2 separate regions of the Zea mays genome follow, and region 1 is linked to region 2. Evidence: chromatin contacts called from public Hi-C data. All regions are on one chromosome and are shown on one strand. Each heading gives the region's core, a stretch centred on a gene start, on an enhancer-like site or on the middle of the called end of the contact. The rest is flanking DNA. Distances are from core to core; before and after follow the strand shown.

Evidence for each region. A called contact is a pair of places that touch in the nucleus more often than the background predicts.
Region 1: a contact with region 2 is called in a Hi-C map of bundle sheath, with 3 times the contacts expected there. The contact joins the promoter of LOC103627863 here to the promoter of LOC103627862 in region 2. A contact is called at or near these places in 5 of 25 Hi-C or Micro-C datasets (bundle sheath, ear, leaf and 2 more).

The regions. Positions count from the first base shown.
Region 1 is chr5:222,454,731-222,461,577 of Zm-B73-REFERENCE-NAM-5.0, forward strand. It overlaps LOC103627863 (RING/U-box superfamily protein), which reads left to right and starts at 5,184. Exons shown (of 2, transcript XM_008648176.4): 1 at 5,184-6,019; 2 at 6,152-6,847. The coding sequence starts at 5,781. The coding sequence ends at 6,542.
Region 2 is chr5:222,319,113-222,325,816 of Zm-B73-REFERENCE-NAM-5.0, forward strand. It overlaps LOC103627862 (transcriptional regulatory protein AlgP), which reads left to right and starts at 1,937. Exons shown (of 2, transcript XM_008648175.3): 1 at 1,937-3,141; 2 at 3,336-3,846. The coding sequence starts at 2,055. The coding sequence ends at 2,816.

The sequences.
Region 1 (6,847 bases), core at 3,934-6,433, 140 kb after region 2:
GTTCTTCTTCTTTTCCCACTTTCCACTCTTCTTTTCCTAGTCACTATCATTATCAGGACAGTTAGCGATAAAATGACCAATCTTACCACATTTGAAGCAGGAGCGCTTCCCCTTCGTCTTGTTCTTGTTGGGGTGCTCCTTGCGACCCTTTAGCGCCGTCTTGAATCTCTTGATGATGAGGGCCATCTCTTCATCATTAAGCCTGGCCGCCTCAACTTGCGCCACCTTGCTAGGTAGCGCCTCCTTGATCCTCGTTGCTTTGAGAGCAATGGTTTGAGGCTCTTGGATTGGGCCATTCAACGCATCGTCAACGTACCTTGCTTCCTTGATCATCATACGCCCGCTTACAAACTTTCCAAGTATCTCCTCGGGCGTCATCTTTGTGTACCTAGGATTCTCACGAATATTGTTCACAAGATGAGGATCAAGGATAGTAAAGGACCTTAGCATTAGGCGGACGACATCGTGGTCCGTCCATCGCGTGCTTCCATAGCTCCTTATTTTGTTGACGAGGGTCTTTAGCCGGTTGTATGTTTGAGTTGGCTCCTCGCCCCTGATCATCACGAATCTACCAAGTTCACCCTCCACCAACTCCATCTTGGTGAGCATGGTAACGTCATTCCCCTCATGTGAGATCTTGAGGGTGTCCCAAATCTTCTTGGCGTTATCCAAGTCGCTCACTTTATGGTATTCATCCCTGCACAATGATGCTAGAAGAACAGTAGTAGCTTGTGCAATTTTGTGAATTTGCTCATTGATAAACATGGGACTATCACTACTATCAAAATGCATTCCATTCTCAACTATCTCCCATATGCTTGGATGGAGAGAGAACAAATGACTACGCATTTTGTGACTCTAAAATCCGTAGTCCTCTCCATCAAAGTGAGGAGGTTTACCAAGTGGAATGGAGAGTAAATGAGCATTTGTGCTTTGCGGAATACGAGAATAATCAAAAGAAAAGTTTGAATTGACTGTTTTCCTTTTCTCGTAGTCGTCATCATCCTTTTGGGAAGAAGTGGACTCGTCGCTGTCGTCGTAGTAGATGATCTCCTTGATGCGCCTTGTCTTATTCTTCTTCTCGTCTCTTCTTTTGTGGCTCTAGCCCGAGTCCGTAGGCTTGTCATCTTTCGGCTCATCGAAGATAGACTCTCTCTCGTTGTTGTTGACCACCATCCCCTTTCCCTTAGGATCCATCTCTTCGGGCGATTAGTCCCTTCTTGAAGAGAACTGGCTCTGATACCAATTGAGAGCACCTAGAGGGGGGTGAATAGGTGCTCCTGTAAAAACTTGAAACTTAATGCCACAAAACTTGATTAGGAGTTAGCACAATTAAGTCAAGTGGCTAGAGAGGAGAACTTGCACAACACGATAACCACAAAGAGATCAACACAGAGATGGCACAGTGGTTTATCCCGTGGTTCGGCCAAGTACAAAACTTGCCTACTCCACGTTGTGGCGTCCCAACGGACGAGAGTTGCACTCAACTCTTCTCAAGTGATCCAATGATCAACTTGAATACCACGATGTTCTTTTTACTTTGCTCTTTTCCCGTTTGCGAGGAATCTCCACAACTTGGAGTCTCTCGCCCTTACAATAAGAATCAATATGAAGCACAAGAGTAAGGGAGGGAAGCAACACACTCAAAACCACAGCAAGTACGCACACACACGATCAAGACTTGAGCTCAAAACAATATCTCAAGGTTCTCACTAGAACAGAGCTCAAATCACTAAGAATGTCGAACTAGTGCGCAAGAGTGAAGTGTGAATGATCAACAATGCTCAAAGGTTGCTTGGTATTTTCCTTCATGCGCCTAGGGGTCCCTTTTATAGCCCCAAGGCAGCTAGGAGTCGTTGATTGCTTTCCAGGAAGGCAATTCTTGCCTTCTGTCGCCTGGCGCACCGGACAGTCCGGTGCACCACCGGACACTGTCCGGTGCGGATCTCCTTCCTTATTTGGCAAAGCCGACCGTTGGCGCTTTGGAGCCGTTGGCGCACCGAACACTGTCCGGTGCACACCGGACAGTCCGGTGCCCCCTTCCGACCGTTGGCTCGGCCACGTGTCTCGCGCGGATCGCGCGGCCGACCGTTGGCTCACCGGACAGTCTGGTGAATTATAGTCGTACGCCGTTAATCACTTCTCGAGAGCAGCAAGTTCGCCTGAGCCAGCCTGGCACACCGGACACTGTCCGGTGCACCACCGGACAGTCCGGTGCACCCAAACAGAGCTGACTTTGGCTGAACAAAGTCATCTTTAATTTCAACTTGATTTTCCTGTTTCCAGCACTTAGACACAATACATTAGTCTCTAAAACAATGTACTAAGTCTGAGAAACATACCTTTATACTTGATTTGTACTCTGTCCACCATTTAACACTTAGGCACTTGTGTTGGGCACTAAATGACCAAAATACTTAGAAATGGCCTAATGGCACATTTCCCTTTCAATATGAACCATGCTTAAGGGATGACATAGTTGGATGGGGAATAATTTGATAAGAATCTAGAAACAAGAATTATTGGAATCTGAGTTTGGATGGAGGAGTTTTGGATTTTATAATCATAGGAATAAAAAGAAAAGGGAAAAGGAATATTCCATATTTTGAATATTTTGAGATATTTGAAAAATCAAAGGGTGCCAAGAATTATTTGTGGGCTATTCTTGGGCAGATGTTTATGTTGTGGCAACTATTCCTACCTACTGTGTCACATGGGACAACAGTAAGACGGGACCCAAATAGCTTGAATATTGTGGTATTCTGGTCCGGGTGGGTTGTGGTATCTTGGGCCAGGTTTTATAGAATTGACGACGTATCCATACAAACATGGTTCACTTTTCTTTTTGGAAGCCTGGTTCGAACGAATCTCAAAGTTACGCGTGCTCAACTTGGAGAAATCTGGTATGAGTGACCATATGGGAAGTTCTTACTGGAAGAAAAATCACAGTCGCTGGAGTTTGTATGACTGAAATATTGGTCTGACAGGTCTTAGGTGAGTTGGACAACATGGTGGATGAGCAGTTGAATATTTGGGTGATCGGATGATCGATGAATAGTAGGATGAACGATGAATAGTCTGTATGAACGAACGATGAATAGCTCGTATGAACGAACGGTGAACGATGAATAGTGACTATGAATGTTTCGATGAACGGTGAATAGTGACTATGAACGATCCGATGAACGGTGAATAGTGACCGTGAACGAATGATGAACGATGAATAGTGACTATGAACGAATGATGAACGATGAATATGGACTATGAACGAACGATGAATATGGATTATGAACGAACGGACGAACAATTGAATGATCGGACGAACGAACGATCGGAATTTCGACAGCATAACGGATGAACAAAGATTACTTGGACGAACGAACGGATGAATGATCGGACGAACGAACGAACGAACGAATCATGAACGATCGGACGAACGATCGAACAAACTAAGAACAGGTGGACAAATGATCGAATGAACGACCGAACGAACCTTGTGCTTGTGTGGAGTGGGAGTGGGGGGGAGAGAGTTGCCATGAAATGGTTTGGTGTGGCTTGAGGAGAGTTGTCTACATGTATCATGTGTTAAAGATCCATGTCATCGTAGTTCATAGTATAGGGACACATTTTTTGGCATAAATGGTGCCACTGTTGTAATATTGTTTGGCACGCGCCCTTTGAGCCATACACGGTTTGTGCTACAGATAGCTTGGTAGTTGCCCATCATGAAAGTTTTGTAGAGTAGTTAGGGGTGTTTGGTTTGAGGAATCACTCCATCCAAAATGTGGTGTTGCATCATGGGTTCATTCCTCAAATTTGGTGGGATGACCTCATTCCTCATATTAGTGTTAACTAGGAATGCCGTGATGATGGATCAACTTATTTCATTCACAAACCAAACAAAAAAAGTGAGGACTGAAAAGATGTTGGACTAGCTCATTCATCAAACCAAACAGCCTATTAGTGTTTTTAGTCGCATGCTTTCCATGCCCTGTTAGCACTTTCAGAATTCCACTGTTCTCCATGTGGTTTTATTTGGTCGCATGCTCCTTTTATGTGTTCTTTTGCTTCTTGCAGTTCGTGTGGTCCTCTGTTCTGGTCCCTTAATTTAATATAATAAACTTCTTACTATTGTCTTTGATACTTGAGCATTTTTTCAGCTAGCAAGTGTTGCGCAAAGGTACAAATACAATTTACCGGCCAACGAAATATGGAGGGATTTTTTTTAATCACTGTGTTGCAGTTTGCTGCACTTATCTAACAGTTTATTAATAAGGTGTTTGGTTTGATGAATCACTCTATCCAAAATGAAGTAGTGCATCATAGGTCCATTCCTCAAATTTAGTGGAATGGGGTGGTGATGGATTAACTCCATTCCACAAACCAAACAAAAAAGTGAGGAACGAGAAGATGATGGACTATATCATTCCTCAAACCAAACACTCTATAATTGTACTTAGCATATGTTTGTAGTGATCTTCTGCTGCCAAAAAATAATACTTATATCTGTTTCAAAGTTCAGTGATGTGATTACAAACTCAGATTTTCTAGAGATCTAGGCTAGCTTCCTTTGTCTAAAGTGATATTGTATTCGACTGGGTCAGGCCAGGCCACCCACTGTTTTCATCATGAATCGAAACTGCAGAAGGTTTTTGAAAATAAGATGGGCTTCAGTCATCTTGGGCTGCCTGGGCTCGGCACTTTGTTGGGTATAGTGTAGCTCTGAGTCCGAGCAGCCTGCTCGTGCTCATCTCTCGAAGTGACAACCTGACTACAACAACAAAAAAAACTATGACATGGCTGTTTGTTTGTGGCAGGCCCCAGCAGGCACAGAGGAATGCCAAAAGACATGGCAACATCTGGTCCACGTGAGAACGCTGCCGTCCACGCAGCTTCCAACACACACAGCGCGTTTTGCCTTTGGCAGTGGGATCCGCATCCTCCTCGACTCCAGGCAAGATTCAGCCACACGAACGGGAACGCGATGACCCGAAAAGGTCACCCCCTGTCCCATGCAGTTGTCGCTATGACGATGGCGGCTTTGTTGCCGTGCCGACCAGCATTGCCATCTCATCAGATTTATTTTCTTCTGCTCGAGCTTGAAATATGCGTATACTGTTAGCAGTTTAAGTAATTTCGTGTGTGTGTGCATACACACACTACTCGCGGTAGTAGCTGTTATATACATGTAAACCATACTGAATATAACCGAATTTATGCAAAATTTAATAGATTCAGGAAGTGAGATATATACCCTTCGGAGAAATCCATGCTAAAGATCACACTAGTGACTTTATTCATACGAGTATAAATACGTCCCGGCCGGTCACCGGCTGAGGCAGAGCCAGTTGGTTGGACATTGACATTTGGCACGCCATCAGCATGAGCCCTCCTCCTCCTCCTCCTCCCACCTCCTCCTCTAGATAGGACGAAGCTAGCTGCCGCCGCCGCTCCCCCGTCCGAAACGGGCCGGGACGATACATGGCGCTGATGACTGGTCGTCGTCGGGGGAGCTCGAGACGGCTGTGTTCTTCACCTTCTTCCTGTTCCCGACGAAAGAGGCCTTCCACGTACACCAATTATCGCTTGTACTAGCTACCACAGCAGAGAGGGGAGGGGCCCGGGCGCCCGGCCAACCGAGTTGCGCACGCAGGCTGTACGCAACCGCAGCAGCCAGGCTAAGGTGCTAGGTAGCTAGTTTGTAGAGTGCGCGCGCGCGGGGCAGGTGGCGTGTTGGCGCCGTCATCGTACTCGTACGTACGTCTGTTCTCTCTCTGCGGATGGTCATCATGGCCGGGATGCTCCCCGGCGTGGAGTTCGCGCGGCGCCGGCGGCGGGCGTCGTCCTTGTGCCTGTACGCACCTTCTTCCAAGGAGTGGAGCAGCGCGTGCATGGAGACGACGGCGACGGCGACTGCGCGCGCGTGGACGACGCTGGGGCTGGGCAGCGGCGCCCGGGAGGCGAAGGAGAGGCTGGATCAGAAGCTCCGTGCCCAGAGACAACCTGTGGTGCTCAAGAGGTGCGTTTGCTTTTGCTGCTTGTCTGTTCAGTATGGCAGATGCTACACATGCTACTTTCTGCAGCAAGATGTCAAGACAATATTGTACAAATCCTGTTGTTATATTCTGGTCTGAAATGAACATCGGTGCAGGCATGAGATGAGCACGAGCCCCACGATCACCAAAGCGCACGACGACGCAACGTGCAGGTGCAGCGGTGGCCTCCACCGCCACCACTCGTCAGCGTGCAGCAGCGACACGGGCGTGCTGCTGCGGCGGGAAGTGGTGTCGTCGCCGAAACCGAACAAGAAGGGAGGAGGAGGAGGAGGGGGCCGGTTCGGCTGGTGCCGGCTACTGGCAGGCGGGCGGCGCGGGCCGCCGGCGGCAGCGGAGGCGGGGTGCGCGGTGTGCCTGGAGGAGCTCCGCGCGGGGGACGTGGTGGCGCGCCTGCCCTGCGCGCACCGCTTCCACTGGTCCTGCGCCGTGCCCTGGGTCCAGGCCGCGTCGCGGTGCCCCGTCTGCCGCGCCCACGCCCGCGTCTAGCTGCCTCATCGGCTGCTGCTGGCCTGCACCCGCGGCGCGCCGCATGGGATGCGTCGTGCCTCGTGTCAAAGAGAAGGCCGCGCCATGCACGGACGGGGAGAAGAGAACCACGAGCTAAAGCAACCAGGACAAATAGGGAGGGGAGCCGAGGGTACTGCGTGTCTAAACATTTTTTTTTACCCGCCTACAGAAGTAATGCGCCCCCACTGTGTCATGATGTCAAATAACAAACATCAGGCAGTATACCTGAAATAGAAATAAGATATGTAATGGTGTAAATATAGGGGGTGTTTGGTTTCTAGGGA
Region 2 (6,704 bases), core at 687-3,186:
CACTTTCTAGATCCTGAGCCCTATGAACAACTTTATCTTCCTTCACACATAATCGTAAATATACTCAGATTCTCTACACAGCCAGATTTTCAGAAAAGCTGGTCAGAAAAAAGCTGAACCAAACAGACCCTACGTGCCTCCAGCCTTTTCTCCAACCGCTCTAATATTTATTTTCTACATTTCTTCTATATTAAAACACACACAATCGCCAAGAAACCGATACCTCTCCCCTCGCCCACCTTAAACGACTCCCTTCACCCGCATGACATGTGGGCCGTAGTGGGAAATCGGTGGGCCCGCAGCAAGCGCAAGGCTTGGTCACCACTCGCCAGAGGTGAGGAAAGGTATAGGGTGCTCTGTTTTCTCTCTCCTCGGCGTGGGCCCCACGCAGCACATATATCGACAAAGGGCTAAAGAGGTTCCAAACCATAATTATGGGGTAACCAAGAGGGGCACAGGGCCATGGGTGGATGATAGCAAAATGACAAATCCTAAAATACTAGCGCTTTTTTTTAATATTTCATGTCGACGCTGCCAATTGCCAAATGATTCTAAATCATTCGAGTACAAGTATTAACCTTGCGGCTATTTATTTAACGGCAACTACTACACTTGGAGTTAGAGATGCCGAGAGCATCAATTATGGAGCTGGGGGAGATTATTGGACGGATTAATTAATTATGGTGGGTGGGGATTAGTAAGTGCGGACGCGCCGGGACCGGGGCTGGGCCCTGCGCGGCTGCTGGGAAACCGCCTGGCACCAGCAGGCAGGCCGCCGCTGGAAACGGCACCACAGCTGTCGCTGGGCCCACCACCTCCTCCACTTACGCGCCTCCTACGGCAACGACCGTGCGCTCTCTCCCTCTCATGTTAATTCTTCCATTTTTTTTTCTGGTTGAAAGATTTGTTTTCTTTTTGCGAGGACAAGGCTGAAAACGAGTCGAGCACTCGTGCAGCTTGGTGGCTTCGGCTCGTACATTGCACGAGTTCAAAAATAAGGGTCACTTCGATCCGGCTTGAAGTTGGCTCATCAGGTGGCTCGGTTTAACTCGTGAGCCGCACTCTTATAAATTTTATTATATTATAAAAATAATTATAAATATATAAATGTGTAATATAAAATCATTATTCAATATTATGAATAATCTAAATTATAAAATGCCATAAATATATAATTAAAAGCTAAGAAACGACTTTGTTATTCTTAGAATTATCTAATATCTATTATTATTTTGTAAATTCATTAATTTGGCATAGCTCTGGAGTCTGAATAACTTTGCTCGCTCATTCGACGACCTCGAAAAACAGGTTCGGCTTTGCTACAAATTTTGGCGCGAAGTTACGACTAATTACAGTACTGCCACCACTGTAGTTTTTTTTATGATAAATACAAAACAGTAAAAGAGCCGACACATGTTACAACTTAACCATTATTAGTTCGGATATTTACCGCAGGAAGGTTTAAATATAAATGCTGATACTGCTGCTGACTATTAAATACGTTTAAATCAATATAGCCCGCAGACGATATTTTGATTTTCCCACGAGATGGACTGAAGTTGGCACGGCCGCTCGAAAGTAGCCTCACCGCTCACCGTGCCGAATAATCGGGCCGGCCACCATGCTGATCACACCGATGAGTCACCCGGCCGCGTGCGGGCCCCGCTCAACAAAGGCGGGCGGCGCCAGAAAGGGGCCCACCGCGAACCCGCGTCGGGCACGGCATCCGCGGCCGCCGTCCCTTCGTATCCGACGGCTCCCCTCCCCGCCACGCACAGCCCAAAAAATCTCCCCATTTAAAATTCAGTACGACCAGGTAAATTCGGTTTCCTTTTCTTCACCATCATTTGAAACACAAAAATAAAAATAAAAATAATGAAACGAATTCTGGCCACGCACGCAACGCAATCGCTTAATAATCCGCTCCACCGCAACCCTTCCGTCTCGTATTTGCTTTGCTTCCTCTTCTCTCCCTCCTCCGCGCCCGCCTCCTCTCCCCTAACGCTTAGGGTTAGCCAGGCAGCGACCTCCCTCGCGAATCCTCCATAGCCGCCATGGCCACGGCGGTTCTCAGATCCCACGATGCGCTCAACAACCGCCTGCATCTCGACGCGTACACCCCGTCCCCGGCGAAGCCGCGCCGGCGCCGTAGCCCCAAGCCGGCGGCCGCGTCTTCGCCGCCCGCAAGGGCCGCGGCGCCCATAGCCTCGACGTCGCCGCCGAAGCCTGCTGCGGCGCAGAAGACGGCGACGCCCGTTAAGGGTCCTGCAGCGTCTGGACGCCGTTCGCCGGTGGCTAGGCCGGCTGCTTCGGCGCGGAAGCAGCTGTCCCCCGTTAAGGAGAATCCCAACCGGCGGCTTGTCATGGAGGAGGTCCGGATCTTGAAGCGCGGCGAGGAACCGCCCGCTCCAGCTCCCGCGCCAGCCCCTACGCCGGTGATAGCAGCGCCCCCCGCGGCGCAAGCCGCGGCGGTTGACCAGCGCGCCCTCTGCTCCACTGGTCGGATCGGGCCGCAGGCGCCCGCCGTGGTGCCGACGAAGAAGATGGTGTCGCCCCCCGCTGCATCTCCAGCCAACGCGACCGTGTTCGCGCGCCGGGTGTTTTCTGCCTCGGTGCCCGCCGTAGTGCCGACGAAGAAGACGGTGGCGGTCCCCGCTGCATCACCAGCCAAAGCCCCCGTGTACGCGGGCCTGGCGTTTTCTACCGCAGCGCCTGAGCCCAGCTCCCTCCCCATGCCCTCCTTCTTACTCCTTCCCGCGGAGTCCGAGGCTACTCGTGGCCTTCGGTGCCTCCTCCGCATCGGCGACCTCGCCTGACACGGCTGCCGTCTCTCAGTCACCCTTCGGCCTGGTCTCTGCTCCCCTCTCTTTTCTGGTTGTTCCCTATGGATGGTTGGCGCCTGAAGGGCGGATGGATCCGATGGAAAGCTAGCTTCTCCGGATCCGGTCAGATCATATCTCCCGGTATCCCGTTCCGATCAACCTCTTCCGGTATTTTTTCAGAGGAAAGGTTGGCCAACGGCGTTCCGGTGGTTGGATTTGTATTTGGTGGCGGTGGACTCCGGTTATGTCCACTGATTGCTTGCTGTTCGGTTCGCTTAAGTGGTAAAGCTGATGTCTTTAGGTTAGAAGAATAACTAAGGCCGCGTTTGGTTACACCAGATTATCAGAATCTGCATCATTCACGTAATCCAAAAAAATCCAACTCAAGCTTGATTTTTATGGATAGTCTCTGGCAGCACATTATCCAAGGTAAAAAATCTGCTACGTTTGGTTGAGCCTATAGATTCTACTAGCCAGATTCTGACTATCCATAGGAACCAAACGCTCCCTAAGATTGGGTAGGAAGGAAGGATGGTGGATTGGTTAGCTAGCTGCTGGCTGCTTGGTTCAGGAGTTGGGGTTAAATTAGCGTCTGAAATACTTGTTTGGTTTAGGTATTCCTATGTAGACGACCTGATTATGATTCAGGGTGGTTTATCGTAGCAGTAATCTGAAGTTTGGTGTGGTGTTTGATCTGTGTGAGTCTTGTGTTAGGTGAGTCATGAACAAATTTATGTGGTCTTTATTAGTAGGTCAAGGTGAAGTTCTTCTCTTTATGTATCTATATCAGCTTAGCTGTGATACGCGTGTGAGTCGTAAATTTCGATATATGAAAGTCTGTTCTTGCATCTGATCAGGAATTGTGAACATCTCTTTCTTCATATGCCTCTCTTTCGTGAAACTGGGGATATGTCTTTCGTCTAGATTTACTTCTGTTCGGCTGCTCCGCTGGCGGCTGCTGCTGTTCATGCTCATGCACTATGGATGTCATGAATTATAAACCAAAGATTTGGGAATTTTTTAACTATGGAAGTCATGAATTCTATCCTCATTAGGGACACATGTTTATATTAGAATTCATGGATCAAAAGAATAACTAACTAGCTGATAGATATATGGATTAAATGATAGATTTAATCAAACCATCAGATTGGATGTGAGGTATGGTTTTATTTAATTCAGTGTTTTCCTTAACCGAGCAAGGCCTAACACTTTGCGTGGATTTAACTTGAATCGGCGAACTCTGTGCCGCGGTTATCGCTAAGGCTGAAGTATTCTTCCTTGGCGGCAGTTGAACGTGCGTACTCTAGGAGCCTTCTTTGGATTACTCTGACCGCCGGTGTTGTTGACCGCTGAAGCTCCCGTGCATTGCTGAGTCAATTTGACTCCGTATGCCGGCCTGAGACTCTTCAGGAAGACTGAAACAAATCTTCTGCCGCCTGTAACCGGGAAACTGACAGAGAAAAGAATTTGACGTCATTCTTTTGGTAATTATTTTTTCACCGTTTTATTTCTTGGGTTCTAGGTTCCAAGTCGGCCCGTTCGGATCTGAGGTAACCGGAGCGGATTGTTTGCATAATTTATGTATAAGTATTGATCAACTTAAAACCTAATTTATATAAGCTTTGGTTAGCTAAAACAGTTCCTTGGTGGATTCCTGGACCAATGATCAAGGCCTAAGAGCCTCAACCATAGGCTCTAAAATAAAGCCCTAATAGTTAAAACAGGAGAATATTTGAAGTGTTCAGGGCCCGGCGAAAAAAATTTACTGCAACAGTTAGGCTTTAACTAACGCTATTAAATAAATAAACCATGTTATTAGAAAATAAATCGTTGTAGCTTAAAAGGATGTAGCACTATAATCGTTTGATGAATTTTATAGTTTTTTAAAAACTATGATCCTTTGATGAATTTTATAAAATAGGGTTACTGTTAGAGGACTTTTTAGGGTCTAGAGGCCTATATTTGAAAATATAACTTTTTAAGGCACTGTACAAAGTATCTTCGACAATGCCTCAAATTAAAATATATTTTTCTACACAAGAAAAATTATTCCAACAGTGCAGCATTTTGTAAAATTTTGTTAAAATATATAGGCCACCCTCTTAAGTGCTTCAATTATACTAGACTATAGTAGGCTGCCCTATAATATAGAATTAGGATTTTACTTATGGAGCAGAATATTTGTCATATATAATATAGTCATTTTTAATTTATACCACATTTTTATAGGACACCTAGTTGGAGATGCTCTTAGAGCATATGTTGATATGTATGATAAACAACTAAGAGACTGTATAATATAAGTCTAAACCTCTAAATCACAAATATAGTTAAAAGATAATGTCCTTAGCGTTGGTTAGGTGGTCTGAGTAGCACTCCTCAGGTCCTGGGTTCGACTCCCCGTGGGAGCGAATTTCAGGCTGTGGTTAAAAAATCCCCTCGTATGTCCCACGCCAAAGCATAGGTCTAAGGCTCAGCCCCGGTCGTGGTCGTTCTCACATGGGCTTCGATGCCGCTGTGTATGGGTGGGGCAGGGGTTCGGGGGTTTTCTTGACCTGTGTGAGAAGGTCTTCTTCTTAATACAATGCCCGGGGGCTGTCTTACCCCCCGCAGGTCAAGTTATAATGTCCTTAGCATATGTATGATAAACAACTAAGAGAATGTATAATACAATTCTAAACCTCTAAATCATAAATATAGTTAAAAGATAATATGTATAGACCATGAAGAGTTGTCTCTGGTACTTTTTAACCCCTTAAAGACTCCTAAAGAGACCTTAAATGGGGTTGTACATGCTCTAGTATAAGGGATACAACCATACATTTAATTATTGGTCAATCTTTTTTCACAATCTGTTTTCGAGTTTGTGAAGCAATCCACTATTAGTTGGCTAGTATATGAAAATATCGTCTCTTGCGAGTTTAACGGGTCCCGCGGAAAACGGGGATGGAGAATGCTTCTCTGTCCCGGTCTCCGTCCCCGTTTACCCGTCGGGGGAAGAATTTCTTCAATTACATACCCGCGGGGGAAGAAACTTCTCAATTGCGTTCCCTAATGAAGGAATTTCCCACGAGGAATCGGGGTTCGGATCCCCATTGCCATCTCTAGTGGTTAGTGAGTTTTCCTTCTCTCCATTCCATAATCACCATAGATTTGATGTGATATTATTATGCTTGCTGTAAGAGGGGGTACAATAAGAGGCTATAAAGATATTAAGGGCCCCTTTGGTAGGTGTCGGGGACCATAATTAGGGGTACCCTCAAGACGCCTAATTCTCAGCTGGTAACCCCCATCAGCATAAAGCTGCAAAGGCCTGATGGGTACGATTAAGTCAGGGATCAGTCCACACGAGTGACTCGATCACGCTTCACCCGAGCCTAGCATCGGCCAAGGGCAGCCGATCTCGAGAGACTTCCGTCTCGCCCGAGGCCCCCTTTTTATGGCGGACACATCACCGGCTCGCCCGAGGCCTTGGCTTCGCTCAGAAGCAACCTCGACTAAATCGCCACACCGACTGACCAAATTGCAGGGGCATTTAACGCAAAGGTGGCCTGACACCTTCATCCTGACACGCGCCCCCGGCAGAGCCGAAGTGACCGCCGTCACTCCACCGCTCCACTGGCCAGTCTGACAGAAGGACAGCGCCGCCTGCGCCACTCCGACTGCAGTGCCACTCGACAGAATGAGTCTGACAGGCAGTCAGGCCTTGCCAAAGGCACCACGGCGAACTCCGCCCCGCCCGACCCCAGGGCTCGGACTCGGGCTAAGACCCGGAAGACGGCGAACTCCGCTCCGCCCGACCCCAGGGCTCGGACTCGGGCTAAGACCCGGAAGACGGCGAACTCCGCTCCGCCCGACCCCAGGGCTCGGACTCGGGCT